Regions from separate parts of the Mus musculus genome. Here all the other regions are linked to region 1. A link is a contact called in public HiChIP or PLAC-seq and promoter capture Hi-C data. All regions are on one chromosome and are shown on one strand. The core of a region is the stretch at or near the end of the contact, and the rest is flanking DNA. Distances in the headings are between cores, read along the strand shown. Region 1 overlaps Stx8 (syntaxin 8). Region 2 holds the start of Pik3r5 (phosphoinositide-3-kinase regulatory subunit 5). Region 3 overlaps Pik3r5 (phosphoinositide-3-kinase regulatory subunit 5).

The links. Promoter capture Hi-C pulls out the DNA fragments that hold promoters and counts their contacts. HiChIP or PLAC-seq counts read pairs in DNA pulled down with a chosen protein or histone mark.
Region 2: a contact with region 1 is called in a promoter capture Hi-C map of pre-B cells, with 2.8 times the contacts expected there. The contact joins the promoter of Pik3r5 here to the enhancer-like site in region 1. A contact is called at or near these places in 12 of 39 promoter capture datasets (the 3T3-L1 cell line, cranial neural crest, embryonic stem cells and 6 more), 2 of 484 Hi-C or Micro-C datasets (natural killer cells and pre-B cells), 5 of 115 datasets of contacts at active chromatin or transcription factors (effector CD8 T cells, embryonic stem cells, large pre-B cells and 2 more) and 1 of 9 other capture datasets (embryonic stem cells).
Region 3: a contact with region 1 is called in an H3K27ac HiChIP or PLAC-seq map of thymic regulatory T cells, with 2.3 times the contacts expected there. The contact joins two enhancer-like sites. A contact is called at or near these places in 2 of 39 promoter capture datasets (cranial neural crest and second pharyngeal arch cranial neural crest), 1 of 484 Hi-C or Micro-C datasets (natural killer cells), 4 of 115 datasets of contacts at active chromatin or transcription factors (Th17 cells, double positive thymocytes, memory CD8 T cells and 1 more) and 1 of 9 other capture datasets (embryonic stem cells).

What each region holds. Positions count from the first base shown.
Region 1 is chr11:68,198,362-68,202,359 of GRCm38.p6, forward strand. All of the region lies in intron 7 of Stx8 (syntaxin 8), which reads left to right. Among named protein-coding and RNA genes, the nearest start is that of Mir6406, 21 kb to the right of the region's middle. Within about 2 kb of position 1,635, at least 77 of the 459 cell types and tissues checked have an H3K27ac peak or open chromatin away from gene starts, as enhancers often do. A contact at or near this core is called in Th17 cells, effector CD8 T cells, memory CD8 T cells and 3 more, where this site is marked.
Region 2 is chr11:68,429,923-68,433,796 of GRCm38.p6, forward strand. It overlaps Pik3r5 (phosphoinositide-3-kinase regulatory subunit 5), which reads left to right and starts at 2,203. Exons shown (of 19, transcript NM_177320.2): 1 at 2,203-2,340. It overlaps Gm32046 (a long non-coding RNA gene), which reads right to left and starts at 2,163. Exons shown (of 2, transcript XR_388771.3): 1 at 1,989-2,163; 2 at 766-1,756.
Region 3 is chr11:68,449,273-68,453,351 of GRCm38.p6, forward strand. All of the region lies in intron 1 of Pik3r5 (phosphoinositide-3-kinase regulatory subunit 5), which reads left to right. Among named protein-coding and RNA genes, the nearest start is that of Pik3r5, 19 kb to the left of the region's middle. Within about 2 kb of position 2,114, at least 64 of the 459 cell types and tissues checked have an H3K27ac peak or open chromatin away from gene starts, as enhancers often do. A contact at or near this core is called in Th17 cells, memory CD8 T cells and thymic regulatory T cells, where this site is marked.

The DNA.
Region 1 (3,998 bases), core at 385-2,884:
GAAGAAGGTAGTGAAAGAAGGAAGAAGTGAAAGAAGGAAGAAAGAACAGCCGGAGAAGGTGGCCTCCATATAGACTGAGGGTGGGCTGAGGGGATAGCTCAGCTGATAAAACCTTGCAACCAGCCTAGTGGATCTGATAAGTCCCATGCCTGTGAGAAACCCTGTCTCGAGAAATAAAGGTGGATACCTCCTGTGGAATGACATCTAAAGTTGTCCTCTGACCTGCACACATGTACATATATGCATATAAACATGCATACATGCTGAAGATGGAGAAGGATGCCGCCCCACCTCAGCCGAGAAAGAGAAAGAAAAGCTCGGAGTGATGGTTTGCATGTCAGACAAGAACAAAACCAAACTCATGGGAGGCTCTTCTTGCCTTTTGCCTGGTGTTTTAATGAAAACTTTACTAAAGGCAATTAACACGTACACCCGTGAGGTAAAGTACCCTCAGGAAGGATGAGACCAGGGGCGGGAAGTGCTGTCCTGCCCACCAGTGTCTGGCTGTCTGGCCTGCTGAGCTGTGAGGTCGCTTGGTGGAAAGCTGTGATGTCCACACCACGAGCAGGCAAGTAGCATCGACTGCGTCAGAGTAGGCTGCATTTTCCAGCTGTCAATTAATTCAAACGAGCAAAAAGCAAACACATTCATCTTCGCCCACGGTCCTCTTCTTTCTTGGCTTATTTACCTAGTACTGGGATTCAAGGGGACATTTACATGAACTTTTGAAAATAAATATCCCAGTTCTGTCTTTTGTCCTGCTCAATCCCCACCTTTGGCTCCAGAGCCTGCTGCAAAACTAAAATAAAATATTTCTAAAATCTATGTTTGATCTGCAAGAACCAACTGGCTGATGCTTAAGCAAATGTCACCTTTGACAGCACAACTGTGAGAGGAAACTCATCCGCCGCAGGCGTTAGTCACACGTGTCTCATCCTCACAGGTGGTGGCTGCGTGGGGCTGGCCTGGTGGCCACGACTCTGCACAGTGTGACACACAAGGCAAGCGATGAGAACGTGCATTTTGGTTCAAAACAAGTAGCAGGGAGTCAGGATGGCTTGTCTTATGACAAACCCTGCATATAAAGAACTTCTGGACAAGGATGCCCTTGTGAAAATGGCTACCATTCCCTAGAAAAGCTGGCCTCCAAATTTTCCTTTTTTTTTCCCCCACCTAGCCAGTGAACAGTGAGGGCGGTTACCTGCTCTCTGCTGCAGTGGGGGTGTTGGCAGCACATGCTGTCACTCAGTGGTTTCCAGTGTTTCACTGGGGGGGGGGGGGGGAGCATGGGCCATTAATCCAGATGAACAATCTTCAGAAAACACGTCCCTGTTCCAAAGCCACAGTGTTAATTAATGTCCCTTCCTAATCTGAAAGGGAGTTTGTTTTCTTACATCTCTTTAAGTTGCCATATGCTAGACTTGTAAATATCCCAAGTGTTGGATACTCATCTGGTAAACTGACCAAAGGAAACGGACATTTCCCCGACCCTTGTAACCTGACCCTTGGCACCTCGTGCCTGCCCCTCAAAGGGACGCTTGAGTCTTGGGAGCAAACATCTGCCTGGCCAGGTGCCGGCAGTGCCATGGCAGGAGCTGAGTGAAATGCAGAGGAAGTGACCCAAAGCCGAGCCTTGCAGGTGTTCTGAGCTAGGGCTGGGCCCAGAGCGCTCATTGTTTAGAAGCTGGCAGGCTCCCAGGAGTTCAACTGTCAGTTTCATTCTGAAATGTCAAACATTTCCTTAGCTGGGGATGGATGGCGAGAGCCCCGGAGGCTGCAGCCCTGTTAGGAGGAAAAAGAAAACACCCCAATTTCTGTCTTTGAGAGTTGATTCAGTATGCATGGCTCAGGTTGTTTCAGGGGCCATTCTGCAAACTTAGACCCACTGTCCATGTCAGAAAGATGAGGGCTCAAGCCTGCCATGGTTATATGACAGTGACTGACTTCTGTCAGTGACTCTTACTGTAAGCCTTCGGGTGATATACACCAGAGACCCATTTCTGGCCACAGGGGCAAGTGAAGGTGCACATGGAAGCAGACTGGCCAAGAACCAGTTCAGTTCATGACAGTAAGTGTTCCTGGCTGCTTTTACTTTGTGTGTGTGTGTGCCTGGTATTTCCACCATAAAAAGTAGAGGCACAAAGAGAAGGAGATAAAGAAAAGGAATTGTATCTTAGTTTTTCAGCCCCAAAGGGTCTGGCCCTTTATCCCTGGTGAACCCTGTCTTCTGTTGGTTGTCAGGAGCCCTGGGTGGGCCCCCATGGTTTAGGAAGGGGTTAAAAGCACAGGTGAGAGCAGAGCTAGCTGGCTCCCCATGCAGCCCTCCAGAACCTCTGCTTCCTTGTATACGGAACAGAGAGTGGCCAATTACGGATCAGTGAGCCAGGTAATACACCTCTTGTCCTGAGCCCCGGACCTTGTTACTAGCTTTGACCTCAAACTGGGCTGAGCTTTAGTGCCTTTGAAAGGATCCATACTTCCAGGACATTTCCAGAAGGGTGCCGAAGCTGTCATCACAGATCAAACACTGTTGCTGTGATCAGGCCACTAAGTCAGGTCTTCGTGGCCCAAAGGATCCCGAAGCCACAGCTGGCTTTTACTTACCGCTTTCTTCTCCCCTACAAATGACTTCCTCAGTGCACCCAGCACTAAGTTTACTTAACACTGTTGAAAATGACCTCTCAATGGACTTGTGTTTGCCTGAAAGCATTTAAAATATAAAAGTCTTATTTGTTTTTGCTGTTGAAGTTCCCTTTTTGTCTTTGGATAAGCCCCTACTTTATAGCATGCAATCAACTTACTGTCTAAGGTGTCAAGAGGGAAGTATGCATCCCTTCGGGGATGTGTGTGTGTGTGTGTGTGTGTGTGTGTCCCAACATGCTGCTACTGAAGTGCCATGTGTCTGACACAGTTTCTGTGGTAGACACATTATCACCTTTAAAGGCAACACTGTATTTCTTTCTCATAGGCCCCACCCCTTCAGCTGAAACTTCCTGTCCTCTTTGAACTTCTAGAACCTAAGACACTTGGCTCCATGTACCTGTGATATTTGTTGGTTGATTTGGACCATTTTTGAATTTCCTACTTGACATATTTTCCCAGTTTCTTCCTCTCTACTCAGTACTCTTCCTGTCTCTTCTTGCCCTTCCAGATATTCAGTGTGCTTCTTCATGTGTTACATCTGTATGGCGTCTCTGTGTGCAGGCTCTGCATTAGGTCCGAGATACAGTAGCAAATGGGAAGGCACCGTTCCTTCTGTGGACACAGACCTTCCAGGGGAGGGGACACGTGAGAGCTAGCCCCTCAACAGTCACGTTGCTAAGTCCTACCTGGAGATGTGAAGCTATAGAAAGCACCAGTGACCGCAAGTCACCAAGGAGGTCTCCGGGAAGTGACCCGAGAGAGAACCACCAGGCAGAAAGTTCAGTGTGTGCAAAAGCAGAGGTGTGCCATGTTGGAGAAGTGACGGAAGCCAGGTGGCTAGAGCTCAGAGGGTCTGCAGGACAGTGAGTCAGATTGTGCCAGGCCTTGTAGGCTACAGGAGAGTCTGGACCTCAGTTGGAGTCACTGCAGACCTCTGAGCAAAGAGGCAACCTGATCAAATTCACAATCCAAAAGCCAGCTCTGCCAGCTTTGTGGGTAACGGGCCAAGTCAGGAGCAAGGCAGCTTCAGGCTGGTGTTGCAATGTTCCACATCAGCTGAGGCTCAAGACCTCTCCCCGTAGAGCGTATAAACTGAAATCCATGGGCGCTCTTGCCTAGAGAATCAGCTCTTCCTGTGTCTCCTCCACTGCTTATTCCACCATCTCCATCATCACTATGACTTGAAACCTCAAGACCTGTGGCGTCTCTACCACTGGCCACCCCGGCCTCTGGCAAAGCCTTTGCTGTACACAGCCGAGCTAGAGCTTGTCACTCAGAGCCCGCCTAAGCTGCAGTGGCCATGCTCCCTTCTGGCTTGTCTGCATAGTTCCCAAACAAGCAGCCCCTCTTCCCAG
Region 2 (3,874 bases), core at 953-3,452, 230 kb after region 1:
TTGACTATCCCTCTGGGTCACCTTCTGCTTCCCAGCTCCTCTGGGCTCAGTCTTTTCCCAGGAATGAATGGCAACTGATATGACCTGTTGTCTGGCTATGAGTACAGACTGAATAACTGAGGGGAGGCAATATAAACAGAAATCAGACTGTGGAAGGGCAAGGAGGGATGAAAAACTCAGGGCAGACTGCCTCGTGTCCTATGTGCTGAGGTACGGTTTACCATGAGCAGATAGTTTGGCTTTTAGGAAAGCATGCTAAGAGTTTGGATGTGAGCTGGCTGACTAGGCTTCCTGTGTTGGAAGCGTCGTCCTCTGCATGGTGCTGTCAGGAGCTGGAGCCTGTGGGGAGGGAATGAGATCCCAGGGCGTCTCGGCACTGACGACTGAGGTACAGAGGTGCAGAAGCACCAGAACCACAGGTTTTCCACTCAAGAGAGAAGTCCAGGCTACCATTTTGAATGGGATGGACAGATGGACCAAAGTGCTCTGGGAAAAGAGAAGCCAACTCATGCAAACATGCAAGGCTTCCAATGCTAAAGAGAAGATGAAGAAAAAGAAGCCAGAAACAGAGGTCTGAAGTGAAGGGTCTCCAGGGACCAGGGGAGTTTCCTCAGAAAGGTAGCAACAGTAAGCCACATGCTGGATCTGGCCTTTAGGGCTTTCCTGGTGACCTTTTTCTAGAACATAGTGGACTAAATGTAAGATGAGGAAGTCAAAACAGGGCAGGCTGCTCTCTGAAAACATCAGACAACGAAGGGAAGCAGGGGGATTACAAATAGCCTTGTTTGTAAGAGGAAACAACAGAGCTGTACAGTGGTGGGAATGTAACCAGGTGGCACCACCGAGTGACAGAGGCACCCATGGGTCTTTCCAGCTGCACTGGGGACACTGCTTCTAGTGGCTGTCACTTTAATTTCTGTCCAGAAGATGCCAGGTGCTCTTGAGGTCTGGTGGTTGGCCCTGCAGGGACAACAACACACCCCAGTGTTGAAGGGAGGAAAATTTCAAACTCAACATCTGCGCCACAGCTGCTAGTAAGAAAGAGGGTGTGCCATTGGAGGGCAGCATCGCTGGGTTTCTGAGGTCCTGAGCTTCCCGGGGTTTTAGCTTTATTCTGCCTTCAGTTTTGGGAATAGCAAGAATGCAGAAGAAGTCAAACATTCCACAACTTCTCTAGCACATTCCTGGACTGTGAAATGCGCTCTTCTCTATCTTCTCCTTCAGGCACCTACTGCCAATCTTGTCTGCTTCTTTACAGTGAAGCCTGCTTCCTCCATCCCTCTCCTCCAAATGTCAACATGTTTGTGAATAAAGTAGAGACTGGGGAGAGAGTTGTATGGACCACATTGCCCACGGCCGGGCTCCTCACCTGTAAACAGGTAGTTGGGATGGAGATCACTGTGGCTAGACCTATGGTGGGCATTGAGCCCCTTCCCACCTAGTTCCAACTTCTGCGCCCGCCCAAAGGGTACTTTCTGTTTCTGTCTATTTAGGGAAGTTGCTTTTTCTTGGTATTTAGGGAGTCAGGAAAAGAAAAACCATTGGGTTTTTACATTAGCTTTCAGGTAGGGTTGTGGCTTTTGAGCAACAATAACGTATGACCTTGTGGTCGGTTCTAGATCTACTACTGGGAAGGTGGAACCCAGCTGAAGTGATGAGAGATTCTGGTACCGTGTAGAGGTGGTGGGTTGTGAGATCAGAGGTTGCAGAAGCAGTGCTGGAAGTTTGGATTGGTTGGAAGTTTCTAGGAAGATTCCTGTAGACGGAATAGAGGAATCAGGGTGCTTACTCCTCAGCACATCAGGGGTGCAGGCCTTTTAAGGGTTAAGAGCACCCGAAAAATAGAAGTAGTAGGAGGAAGTGGGGCGCTGGGTCGCATTGCGAGAAGGAAGCAGCTCATCGGAGCTTCCTCTTTCTCCTCCTTCCCCGAAGCCCCCACCCACCCCTCCTGCACAGACAAAACGCTCTTCCGCCCCACGGAACCTCACCTTACTTTTGGGGAGCTGTGTTACTCAGTACTGGTACACAAGCCGAAGCGGATGGGGTCCTAGCGCAGGGCAACTGCTTTGAGTCCTAAACTCTAGGGCTGGATGTACCGGCTTGACACAATCGAGCCACCAGAGGGCGAGAGAGCCCGGCTGGGCGGCTAGCCCTGGTCATACCCCGCCCCCAAAGCCCCGCCCCAAAGGCCCCGCCTCCCCTAGGGTTGTAGAGACCCGGCAGATGCTGGGACTTGCTGCCCGGTTCCAGCCGCTGAGCGGTGGTCGGGGGCCTCACCCCAACTGCTGAGAGTCGCCGCAGGAGAGGGGCTCGGCGCCCGGCGCCCAGCGGGGACTGCAGGTGTGTAGCTGGACAGCCAGGGGGTGCTGAGGACGCGTATAAGAGCTCGAAGCACAGCCAGAGCAGGTTGGGACCATTCTGGAGTAGTGTGCTCCAACTGCAGCCGGTAGGCTGGACAGTTGGCGACCTTCTAGTTCTATAGTTAAGGTCCACCTAGGGGACCGGGGCCCACAAACCCATGGGACAAACCCAGAGGCAGAAGGGGCGTCCCAGGACTGTTCATCAAGATTGAAGTAGCTATGCGGCCAAGTGTGTGTGTGTGTGTGTGCAGCCTCCTGCTGGGTTACAAGCCACCGTGTGCTCTGGAGTGAAGGAACCTGCCTGTCTCTGGCTCTGAACTCTCTGGAGGAACGTGGACAACAGGAGTTGTTTGGCATCAGGACCGGGGCGTTATCCTCCACCGAGCCTCAGGCTGCCCAAAGTTAGTGACTCTCAGACGCGGCTGCGGGCTGGGAATTGCGCGCCCAGCACAGTGTTTACACGCCGGAGACACGCGAGTATGAGTGTGTGAATGTATACACGTGTGTGCATGGTAGGACTGGCATGATGGCCCATCCTAGGGTGGTAGTAGTAAATATGCAAGAAGTTCAGGACAGTAGGAGGAAGGAGGCTGTTCAGAGGGAAAAGGAAGGCGAGATGAAAGCAGCAGGATGTGGTATGAAGTGAGTTAAGCCTCCTGTCGAGAGGAGGGGTGGCTTTTGGCAACAGGAGGTCTAAAAGCAGGCCAACTCACCTGAAGGCCTTTTCTGAATGGCGGTCCACTTTGCTTTCCTTGCCTGGTAAGGCCCGGTTCCCAGAGCAGAGCTATGCTCCTGTAATGCCTGTCGAGTCTTTGGAACCCAGTTGTACAGTACAGCTTTCCAAGGTGAAACACATTTTAAATAGGGTTCTTAAGCCTTGATGGGGGAGTTTGCTTGGTAAGGTGTAAGACGGAATAGAGACCTGAAGTCCAGCCAGGTTCTGGCATATGACATCTCCTTATTTGTAAAACTGGCTGTGTATGTCTGAGCTGCAGTGTCAGGTCAGAAATGAAAGAACACAACGCAATGAGAGCTTCGTGGGCAACCCTCCACTGTGATTGTTACAAGCTCTTACAAGCACATAGAATCTGTATGTTTAAAGAGACTCATTCCCACCGAGGGGCTGAACTGTGCGCTACGTAAACGTGTGTGTGTGTGTGTGTGTGTGTGTGTGTGTGTATGTGTGTGTGTGTAGCCTGGTGTTTGAGCCTTTGGTCCAAATGAGCAGCAACGAATATTACCTATAAGGATATATCCTCAATTTGGAGATGTACATGTGGTTCACATTTTATTTCCATATATCAGTTATTATTTAAAACATTTGTTATTTAATTTGTGGCTGTGGATGAGAGCGTACACGTGCAGGCTTGCTATGGTACATATGGTGGTCAAAGGGCACCTGGAAGGGGTCTGTCCTCTCCTACCCTGTGAGTCCCAGGGACTCAGGTTGTCAAGCAAAGCAGGAAGCTGTCTCATCTGCTCTGTCATTTCTGAGACAATCTCAGCCTGTGCCC
Region 3 (4,079 bases), core at 864-3,363, 250 kb after region 1:
TGTGGTGAGTTTTCAGGGACTTTTCCCTTTCTTCTGCTGCCAACAAGAGTGTCTCGAACTCCTTTTGAGTCAGTCATGGAGTCTCCTGGCTGAAGGAGGACAGTCAGGAGCCAGATGGAGGAGCATAGCTTTGGAGTTGGTGTCTTGTCCCCAGGAGCAGCATGTGGACCAGGGGTAAAGCAGACCTGTTCGTTTGTCAGGGGAAATTCCCATGGAGCTGGCGTCTGACTACACATTGTGTAGAGTGACTAGTTACCAGCAAACCCAATAAGCCCTGGCTGTGCCCGCTGAATAGGTAAGGGCCTGAGCCTGCCTGGGTGGGTAGTGTGCGTTCCTACCCTCCTTTCAAGGTGAGGGAAGAGGGGGACAAGTCAGGCCTTGGAAGAGAAAGGCTTGCTGGCTTCCTGGACTGTTCCATGGCATAGCTGCCTGCATCCTAGCCCTAAACCCTTTCTTGGGAAGAAGAGATTTTTCTGTACTCTTCCTGTTGCAAGCTTATTCATTTGCTGGGGATTCCATAGACATGCATTTGTTAACCTCTTACAGTGTAAGGGACCAGTGTCTATGTGAGGTCCCTGGACATAATGGGTTGCAGGCATGTGTTGAATAACATTTCCATTGATAATGAAATGGATAGACCATGGTAGTCCTTCACCGTTATAATGAAGTTGACATTTTTCTATTGCCTAGTGATGTGGCTGTCCCAGAGCTGGAGCATACCCCATTACTCCCTGGTTTGTGATGATGCTGGTGTACTACTAATCATGTGAAGGGCAAAGTGCGTAACTATGTAAGGGGTAATACCTCCATAATGACAATAAGTGATCTGTGTCACTATTCCTGGCTTATGAATTGACTATAGTCTACTTTTAAATATTAGCTTGGAGTATCTTCCTTCTACCTACAAAAAATATTGACTATCAGACAGCATGCCGTATCACACCAGAGGTAGCCTCCTGTGCTCTCTCCCCACATTAGTGTCCTGTGGTGTCTGCATGGCTACCAAATTGTCGAGTGGTGCATTCCCCACACCATAGCCTAAGGATGTGCTTTCCCTGTTGAAAGTAACGTATGACCACATTCAAGTCATGATATGCACAGCCTGCAGCTCAGTTTCATGTGGCTCAGCAAGGTGCATGTGTCTATGTGTGTAGCGTGGTCATTAGATTCCCCCCAGTTAAGGTACCTGCCAAATAGGAATAAGGCAGAAAGGACAAGACGTCGAAATGCCCTCCTTTCCTCTTTCTGCAGCTCCCTGCCTACATCCTGCCTCTGTCGTGCCTCTTTGGGGGTACAGGTACAGGAGGACAGAGCTGGGCAGCAGGCTGGACTTGCTTAGATGTGGATTGCCTGTAGCCTGAGTGAGCAAAGTGGAATCCTCGGCTTGGCAGGACCCCACAGGGAAGGTGACATTTTTCCAGGGCCCGGAGCGTCAAAGTGTGCATGAAGAGTAATGTGGGGTTTTGATGGTAGAACAGCAAGAGATGGATGTGGAAGGGCTCTGCTGGAGACAAGCAGCTTACTGAAGGGGTTCAGGCAGAAGGCAGCAGGCACGCTTTCTTGGGGGAAGCCAAGAGAGAAGGCTGGAGGTTGATCTTCAGCCCCAGACCAGGGCCTGATCATCCATCCCTCCAAGGACTGCACTTGGGAGCCTTGTAAACCTCTGTGAGAACAGACAGACAGACAGTGAGGCTGGGGATTGGGTAGGATGGGACCCCTTGTGGGAAGCTTCCTGAGTGACCTTGCTTCTGCTTAATTTATCTGCTTCCTGTTGCCAAGGAAACCCAGCTCCAGTGGTCTTTCCTGGAGCCCTTACACCATCTTACTAGAAATTCCCAGGGAATGTAGTTTGGCCTGGGGGTGGGGGGACTCCCCCACGTAGCCCTCCCCAGACGCTTCTCTGAGAATGGAGATCTTTCTGTTTCTTTATCTTAAGGCTGACACGGGAAGGTAATGTGACGAATGTGACTGGACGGGATTTGAAGCAGCTGTGGGAGGAACAGGCAGATAGTAATGGGTTGAAGCCTGCCGAGCTGGCTGTGGCAGGGAGTCCCCTGGCCCTGCTCCTCAAGCTGCAGAGTCTTGAGGTGTTCTGACACATCCTGTGCCCCAGCCCACCGCTGGCTGCTCTCGAAGCACGGGCCAGATGTGCAAATTCTGCGGCTGGGCCGGGGCCAGGGCAGTACAGCTTGCTTTTCTTGGAAATCATCAGTGATTTGTTAGAAAAACAGGAAACCCTGGGGCTGCCGGTGTGCATCTTGACTTTTCTGTTTTTGTTTTTTGAGTTCCTTTTATCTATGTTAGGCCCAGGTTGCCATGCAGCCCAGCCCCGCAATGCTGTCTCTTAGCAATCGTTGCCTGCCCACCTTCCTCTTTTCTTCTTCCTTGGGCTTCTGCAGCCTCGTCCTTTAGTCCCAGGGACTGATACAGAGACAGGTCAGATGAGATAACCATGGAAACATGATGATGGATATCAAGTTAGACCACTTCTTCTGTAAGGTCTGGAGTAGGCACCTGAGTGTGCCTCCCTCTGCCTCAGCCCCAGATCTATTCACCCACCCGTTGACTGTGGTTGGGCTAGAAATAAAGCTGCCTCTGCTTGTGGGACCTGCTGTCGCTGGGCATCTGGAGTGGCTACCACTGACCTCCTGCTGTTCCTCGTATGACATCACCATCACAGGAAGAGCTTCATCTCTGCCTGGCTACATAGGAGCTGGAGGAACTCTCAGATATCATTCTCTGTTCGTGGGACCACTGCAGCTGAAAGAGAAGAGTCTTTCCAAGGGTCTGGAATACAGAGGACAAACATGGAGGAGACAGATTGTAGTTGTGTGTGCATTGGATCTTTAAGAAAGTTCTAGAAAGTGCTGCTGTTTCCTAGAGTCACCTATGGGGTTTTCCCTGAGTCTCCTCAGGTCAGGGGTAAGTGCTGAGGATGTCTGGTGGTTGATTTACTCAGACTGCTTTGCTGCCGCTGTTCACCCCATAATATAACAATGTGAAAAGCCCTGCTCATTTTGAAGATGCAGTGGCCCAGAAATTATCCAGCTTGTCTTGTCTTCCACTCTCCAAGCAGGGCCCTGGGGCATGAGCTGGTCTGTGCCCATCATGAGAGGTCCAGACAGAGCTGTTGCCTGTCTTGCATTCTCTGCAGATATCTACCCCTGAGTTTTCATTCACTGCTGTAGTCTTGACACCATACTCCACCCTAGGGGAGCCGGGCTCAGGGACTGCTGTTTTGAACTCATATAAGAAGCCTGATGTGAGTGAGAGTGGTTAGAAACTCACCCACACCACCCTGGGGTGTTGCTTGGCAGAGGTATTGAACTGGTTTAGGGGAGAAACCAGAAAGCAAATGGACTGGGGGAACTCTGGACTGGACAAGGAGAGGGGCAGCCAGGTCATACCAGGACTTCAGGACACAGTGAGCATCTACAACTGATAGCAGCCCCCCAGGTCCATGTCCTCATTCTTCAGGGTTTCACAGCTACGGGGCGGGTGGGAGAGGGGGAGGAGCAGAGATTCTCACCTGCATCTGTGCCTGGGGCCCATGAGAGAGGATGGAGGACAGGTGACATTTCTAACTGAAGGCTAGTGTTTCCTTTCATTATGAACATAGTCAATAAGCCACAGTCATATCAGTAGCACCTGCGTCTTTGTAAGCCACAGAAGTCCAGATGTGCCTGTGTGCGTCGCTCCACAGCGTTTGCAGATAGCTTTTGTCATTTGTGCTTTTTTAACATTTTGGAGTGGTGGTGGAAGTTAGGCTGACTGCTGGGTTGGTTATTTAATGTGTTAGTTACATCATTTCTTTAGAAATCAGCTGGTTTAACAATGGTTAGCGATTGTATTTCCATAGTGCGCTGCTTACTTACCTTGTTGCTGTAGTTTCCCAGGCCCCTCTCTCTCGATTTCATTTGACTTTATTATTTTATGTGTAGAAGGGCTTGGGCTGAGCGTGTGTCTTTGCATTACTGACATCCCTGGTGTCCGAGGAAGCCAGAAGCAGCTCTGTGGATGCTAGGAAGTGCAGCAAGTGTTCCTAGCCCTGAGCCATCATCTCTCCAGCCCCTCCCCCA